Linked DNA regions of Mus musculus: region 1 is linked to region 2. A link is a contact called in public Hi-C data. All regions are on one chromosome and are shown on one strand. The core of a region is the stretch at or near the end of the contact, and the rest is flanking DNA. Distances in the headings are between cores, read along the strand shown. Region 1 has its middle 37 kb from the start of 6030498E09Rik. Region 2 holds the start of C1galt1c1 (C1GALT1-specific chaperone 1).

The links. Hi-C and Micro-C count contacts between places; a contact is called where the count stands out from the background.
Region 1: a contact with region 2 is called in a Hi-C map of uterus, with 2.1 times the contacts expected there. The contact joins the enhancer-like site here to the promoter of C1galt1c1 in region 2. A contact is called at or near these places in 1 of 39 promoter capture datasets (cranial neural crest), 2 of 484 Hi-C or Micro-C datasets (cortical neurons and uterus) and 2 of 9 other capture datasets (adipose tissue and pancreatic islet).

What each region holds. Positions count from the first base shown.
Region 1 is chrX:38,733,728-38,737,482 of GRCm38.p6, forward strand. No RefSeq gene overlaps it. Among named protein-coding and RNA genes, the nearest start is that of 6030498E09Rik, 37 kb to the right of the region's middle. Within about 2 kb of position 1,979, at least 33 of the 459 cell types and tissues checked have an H3K27ac peak or open chromatin away from gene starts, as enhancers often do. A contact at or near this core is called in cortical neurons, where this site is marked.
Region 2 is chrX:38,633,225-38,636,722 of GRCm38.p6, forward strand. C1galt1c1 (C1GALT1-specific chaperone 1) reads right to left here and starts at 1,919. Exons shown (of 2, transcript NM_021550.3): 1 at 1,754-1,919. Gm52440 (a long non-coding RNA gene) reads left to right here and starts at 2,064. Exons shown (of 2, transcript XR_003953098.1): 1 at 2,064-2,205. It also overlaps the pseudogene Gm18436.

The sequences.
Region 1 (3,755 bases), core at 729-3,228, 100 kb after region 2:
AGCAAAGTCTGTCCAAAAGGCATGAAATATCCCATCCCATCATTATTGTGAATTAGCCACTTGATTGCTAGCCTTCACTTGAACATACACGCGCTGTGCCAGCAAATGGGTCACAGTAATTGGAGGCCAGCTACTTGTTTGCTAGGGAGATAGAGCTATTAGGGAGATGGCTGGGAGAGTTATTGAAGGGGAGAGATGCACTCAGTACAAAATGGGTCCTTGAAATAGTTTCTCCCATGATGGCTCTGAAAGGAAAATAGGACTACAGCCTTTTGCACGGCGGTAACCTCCATTTGTTAACTGTCCGCTGCACTCAGACTGGATTGGAGCTTGTTGGAGCACTTCATGTGGACACAGATGATGGTGAAGCTTGGTGAGGTGGGCTTTGTTGCTGATGGTAGGCTGGCACTGCAGCAGGAAGGAGCAGCTCTGGAGTGGTGGTATAAGTGGGGGAGGAAAGGACAGAGGTTTGTGAGGACTCCGTGGTTCTGCGTTGATGGTACACATTAGGTCTGCTCTGCCTGACTGGCCTCAGCAAGGCAGGTCCTGGGCAGCAAACTGGGGAGAGGGAAAAAGGAGTTCCTAGGGCCAGTGTGGCCAGAACCATTCAGGAGAGATGTATTTTCTGTGGAAGCTTCCCCCACCAGCAGAAGGGCTACACTAAAGATTCATACACTGGCTGCAATTTCAAGTTACTTTTTTATTTGTTATATTTTTATTTCACTTGTTATATTTCCAACTCCCCATTCCAAGGTTTTTTCTCAGAAATCATCGTGCTGCCCGAGGTCTGCTTAGGGAGGGATGCTGTTGCTGAACCCCATCCTCACAGGGGCTGCAGGGAGCCCCTTCTGTTCTCTTTTGCTGCTCTGTCCTATGTCAGCCCTCACAAAGAACACCAGGAAACCACTTTCCCCTCTTCGTTTCCATGGTAGAAAAAGAAGGAAAAATAATAACAAAAGACCATATTCCTTGGAGACTGCCAATGAGATAGACATTTACCACAACCCCATTTTACAGATGAGGACATTTACCCCTGCTGGTTTCCTTCACAATGCTCATCATTACCTCTGGCCATCTTGTTTATTTGGGCCCTTTCCTGACTCCAGTTACCATGTACCTCATGAGAAAGAGACTTTTTTCTGCTGTGTTCCCTGCTGTTATCTGTTCAGTATCTAAAACCATATGCAGAGCATCAGCGTCTGAAAAGACTGCTGTTTCTGTCTGGTTTAGGATTTGATTTTACCCTACTTGCAAGCTAATAACCTAGCCTGTCGCTGTGGAAGAAAACGGAAGGCTCCTGCATCACACTGTATTACTCACAGACCCGAATGTCAGCATTCCTGCATCAATTTTCCTTGTCCTTGAGTCCTCCTGGGATGGCAGAAGGCCAGATTCATGTTTTATACGGAACTGGTATATGCGTCACAGCCGGGATGACAAAATGGAAAATTGGCGAAGCCAATACCTTATAATAAGCAATTAGGCATGTCCACTCTACCTCAGAGGGCTGCCTTTCCTTCACCCCCCAGATAGCTTGCTTCAGTGATAATGCTTTCTTTGTGAAGGTACTCACGGGGAAGAGCTGCTTTGTTACTCCTGCCAAATGTGGGAGTCTCATGTTGGGGGAGAACTCATGTTCTTCCTTTGAGATGCAAGGCAGCTGCTATAGGTGCCTCACTGAAAGACATCTGTGTAGTTTCTCCTGATCTGACCTCACTGCGAAGGGCTTTTGAACTCACCAAGCAGCTTTAGCAAGCAGAAGAGGATCAAAGAGCAGGAGAGAATCAAGGCCAGCGCTTCTTTTAAGTCTAGTCTGAGTGTCCTGTGAGGAGGAAGGAGGCAGCTTCCTTGCCCAAGGATGTCACACAAAAAGAACTCTGAATCCCTGCAAACCGTCATTTTCACCCTCAGCACCATGCAGTCTGACAGTGGGGCTTGTAGCTTGCTGATTACTAGGCTCAGAGCCACATGCTTTCAATCAAGATCTTAGAGCAAGGCTTGGCTAAGATTCTAGCAGCACAAACAAATTCATCATGTCACTCTGGTGTACAAGAAAGTCTGAGGACACCTGGGTTAAAGCATGGGTCCCAAATATCTAATTCTTTCCCTGATTTAACTGTTTATTGACTCGGTGTTCACAGGCAACCTATTTCATATCTCTGAGCTTGTGCTTTTTCCTTACAGGCTGGAGTAAATAATATCTTCAACACAGACTATTAGGAGGATTGAGTGAGAGGATATGTGTATGTCATATCTCTGCTTCCACCCTTGCCTGTCTAAAGTCTATCCTTCCCATAGTAGAGGATTCTTTGTAAGTCAGATCCCGCCACTCCCTTGCTCAAGTCCATAGAAAGCTTTTTCTTTTTTGTTTTTAACTCGTATTTTTTTAATTAGGTATTTTCTTCATTTACATTTCCAGTGCTATCCCAAAAGTTCCCCATACCCTCACCCCCACTCCCCTCCCCCCACTCCCACTTCTTGGCCCTGGCGTTCCCCTATACTGAGAGGCATATAAAGGTTGCATGACCAATGGGCCTCTCTTTCCTCTGATGGCCGACCAGGCCATCTTTTGATACATATGCAGCTAGAGACAAGAGCTCCGGGGTACTGGTTAGTTCATATTGTTGTTCCACCTACAGGGTTGCAGACCCCTTTAGCTCCTTGGGTACTTTCTCTAGCTCCTCCATTGGGGGGCCTGTGATCCATCCAATAGCTGACTATGAGCATCCACTTCTGTGTTTGCCAGGCCCCGGCCTAGTCTCACAAGAGACAGCCATATCTGGGTCCTTTCAGCAAAATCTTGCTAGTGTATGCAATGGTGTCAGCGTTTGGAAGCTGACTATGGGGTGGATCCCTAGATATGGCAGTCTCTAGATGGTCCGTCCTTTCATCTCAGCTCCCAACTTTGTCTCTGTAACTCCTTCCATTGGTGTTTTGTTCCCAATTCTAAGAAGGAGCAAAGTGTCCACACTTTGGTCTTTGTTCTTCTTGAGTTTCATGAGTTTCACAAATTGAATTTATGAAATTCCTAGGCAAATGGATGGACCTGGAGGGCATCATCCTAAGTGAGGTAACCCAATCACAAAAGAACTCACATGATATGTACTCACTGATAAGTGGATATTAGCCCAGATACTTAGAATACCCAAGATATAACATAGAAAGCTTTTTCATCTCACTCAAAGCAAACTCTCACTCTGCTTCTTCTTATCAATGTAAAGTTCTTTAGTTGATGCATCTTTCCTTCCCCCTAACCAGCAGGTGCTTTGCCACAGTTAAACACTTGTTCAAAACAGTGCTGAAAACCTGGGCAAAGCAGAATGTTTCCTATAGTGGTTACAGATGTTTACAACATGCACAGATGCCCAGGAAGGGCCTATGTGAGCAGTGCCCCTGTTCAGATTGCCCGAAAAACCCCTTCTTCCCTCTAAGTTAAAAATCTGTGCATCCGGTGTTCCATCTCTGGCTGGCCCCCTCTTCTGTCACTATGACAGCACCAGCAAGTTAGCCACACCAGGGAGTTAGTTACGTGGGTGCACAGTTATCTAGAGTTATTGCCTATGAGTTTGCTGGGTAGGAGTTAATTTCTCAGAAAAATCCACCCTCCTCAATGCAGGTTGACAAAATACAGGGTTTTTTTTTTTTTTTTTTTTTTAGCTTCTAAACAGAAAAGCCAGCCCCTAGACCCAAGATAACCCCAAGGAGACACAGGCATTTTAGGCATGGCCTACTCATCATGTTCTTTAATTATAGCA
Region 2 (3,498 bases), core at 669-3,168:
TATTTTTAGCTCCTCGAAAGATACTTAATTCCTTGAGAAAGTTAAAAAATAAATAAAAAGGAGGAGAGGGGAACCTTCTGTATTTTAATTTCAATTAGAAAGTGGAAGGAGAGCCAATGTAAACAAAACAGCTGACAATATTATGGTTTACATTGTTGCTCGTCAAGACTGAATGTTCCCCAGTCTCTTCTGCAACTCTTCAAAGTTTCACTGGACTCCTTCTACTTCCACGGTGTCTCTTACGGTTGAAAAGGACCTTAGAAGCTGTTACCTGAGGTCATTTCTCTCATTTAAAGAATATGTCCAGTTATGTGTCAATTTAAAAAAAATGGGGCTGGAAAGATGATTCGGTGGACCTGAGTTTCCTGAGGACCTGAGTTCCATACCCAGTGCCCATATAAAAAGCTGGGCAAGGCAGGAAGCCATGTCTAACCCCAGCACTGTGGGGTTGGAGGCAGGAGCTCATTGGGGCCTGCTGGCCTTCAACATATTTCCTGGTTCAGGAAGAATAAAGGGGAGAGTGATAGAGCAGGCTACCAAATGTCTGCCCCATCTGACCTTAATACTCAACGCTGGGACCCCCTCTAGTGTCACACAAAGACTTCTTTTAAATGGGGAAATGGAGAACCATAAAGGTTAAATAGCTGATCTAAAGTCACAAAGGCTATCAGTGGTAGAAGTGACCTATAAACGCGACATGTGGATCTAGTAAACATAATTGATGCTTGCACCAAATTTTCCCATAATGCTACAAGGATACTACACTGACCCTGTCTCCCCCCTTCCTGTCCCCTTTTCTAAGATGTGAGATAGGGTTTCACTATGTATCTCCAGCTGATCTTGAACTTGTGATCCTCTCGTTTCATTTGTCCATGTGCTGGTATTACTTGTGTGTGGCAACACTTCTGGCTCCTATTGTTTTCTTATAAAAGAAATGAACTTTGACTTTTACCACAAAGACAGCTGTTTGAAGGACAGGTGCAGTTTCTAAGAGTGTGTGGGGAAGTGGGTGGGGGAAGGCAAGATGGTAGTTTCCCTCTGTAATCCAGAGAACTTGGTCAATAAACACTTCCCATAGGAAAGGAGAAAGAACAGAAAAGCTATGCCTCAAAACAGCATTGTAAAGTTCACCTTTATATTACTTGTTATAATTGCAGTTCTTATCACATGATCATTATTTCTGGCCAATACTCAACAATCCAGACAAGTACCTTCATATGATTTTGTGTCAAAAATTTCCAGAATTTTTCCTCCTAACGGCAAAAATACTATTAAAACTCAAAACGTCTACTAATTCTACACAAAATTATTTGTACAAATTATCCTAACATTTTTTTTTCTCCGCTGAGGAATTAAAAAAAAAAAAGTAACACCAACAATCCGCACGATGGGATATTTTTGTACAGAGGAGGGAACTTAAAACGCACACACAAGAGAAAGCAGAAAGTATGTTTTTGCGACAAACTTTCTTTCTTTTTCTGTTTTTAGAAGGAGAAAGTGGATGGAGATCAAAATGGAGACTGGGTACCAGGATGGATATCAGTGTCCCACTGAAGGGCCAAGGGAGAAGCTCTCGGAAGGCTGCTTTCCCCACTCCCGCTGGGTCCTCCCGCCGCACCTGCCAAGGCATCCCTAGTGGAGCATGCTGGGAACGGGCTAGGGCCCAGGCTAGGGCCCTGGCCTTCCCAGGGGAGGGAGGGAAGCAGTAGCTCTGGGTTGTGCTTGAAGTGGGGGCCGAGGTTTTGGCACTCACCGCATCTAGAACGGCTCCAGGGCAGGAAAGCGCTGCCTCACGAGGCTTGGACGTGAGAGGTCCAAGGCCCACTCTGTTACGCTCGGAACCAGGCTGCTCTAGACGCAGGCGGTATCCTCTCGTTGGTGTCATTAATGACGGAGCAACAGAGGAAGCTGACGAGGGTGGGGGCGGGGCGGGGCGGGGTGGGGCGGGGCGAGAGCTGGGAACGGCGTGGGGGGCGGGCTCCGTGAGACTCGGAAAGGGCCCGCCCCGACATGCTCAGCTGTACCCAATGGGATGCCCCGAGGGGCGTGCGTGTTTTAAGGCCCGCCCACGCTCCCTTCCTCGGTCTGCCTACGGGCGTGGAAACTGCCGGAGTGCGGAAGAGAGCTGCTGCTTACCTGATGTAGATTTCTAGATCATTCCTCTAACCTACTCTAATGTGTTGGTACCCTTGTGGTGACAAGAAGGTAATTCCTCCCAGTATTCCTGGCCTGGAACCAAAATGCAAGTCATTGAAATTGTCATCGCTTTGGGGAGCAAGAATTGGCTGTGGTTACACGGGTGGTAGGTTTCGAAGCCACATAGCCTAGAAGTGATCCTTCAGCCAAGTGCTTTGCTATCCTGGAGAAGTGACTTCATTTTCACGCTGCCTCTGTTCCTTCCTTTGTTGTGTTTGGAAAATATCTCACAGGTTATCAGTTAGTGTACATAACTCCCCTAGCAAAAGGTGAAGTGTAAAGTAAGCATTCAGTAAATGTTGGTTCTGTGTATTCCACCCTGTATTGCTAGCAGATAGTGCCAGGATGCAATAAGCAAATATTTGAGGAGTTAATGAGTGTTAGAAATACAGATGGAGAACCAAGCCCAGTACAGGATAAGGGGTGCTTTCAAAGGGCTAGCCAATAAGTCAAATGCAGAGTTGAGTGTAGACTCCAGGTCAAAGTAGGACTACAGAACCCCCCAATAAATACCTAGTCTCATTTTTTTTGTTTGTTTTGTTTTTTGTTTTTTCGAGACAGGATTTCTCTGTATAGCCCTGGCTGTCCTGGAACTCACATTATTATTATTATTATTAACAGAAATTATTATTCTGTAGACCAGGCTGGCCTCAAACTCGGAAATCCACCTGCCTCTGCCTCCAAAGTGCTGGGGTTAAAGGCATGCACCACCACTAGCCGGCATACCTAGTCTCTTGAAGTGCTCTTTTGTAGCTGGTGCTATTCGGTCACACTTGTAATGCCAACACTAGGGAGGCCAAGGTAGAAGGACTAGCAGTTAAAGGCCAGCCTTATAGCTATTCAAAAGGTTCTGTCACTAGATTTGGTTCGGGGAACACCGAGAAGTGACTTGGGCCTGAATTCCTGGAAACTCATACATTTGAGTGGTGACTGGCAATGCCTTAAGTACAATGGAAAGTTCAGGAAGTCTTGTAATGACATCTAGATTGCAAGAAATTACTATTCTGGCAGTAGTATCTTAATCGGGGTGTCATATTCCTGACAAACCTTGCTTTTCTTTTTTTGGGGGGTGGCATGTTTGTGTTTGAGCTAAACACATTCCCAGTGTTCAGTGCTGTTTACAAGGCAAAGACAAATGGAGTGGTTCTGTCTGTGTCCTGCACATATTCTACACGGGCCTGGTTTTTCTGCAGCAGGCCTTTGAAGAGGGCTTTGTCTTTGTGCTATGCATTAAGTGCCTTTCCTTTTTCCTCTTCACGGCTGGCATCCAATTTATCCATATCACAAACAAACAAACAAACA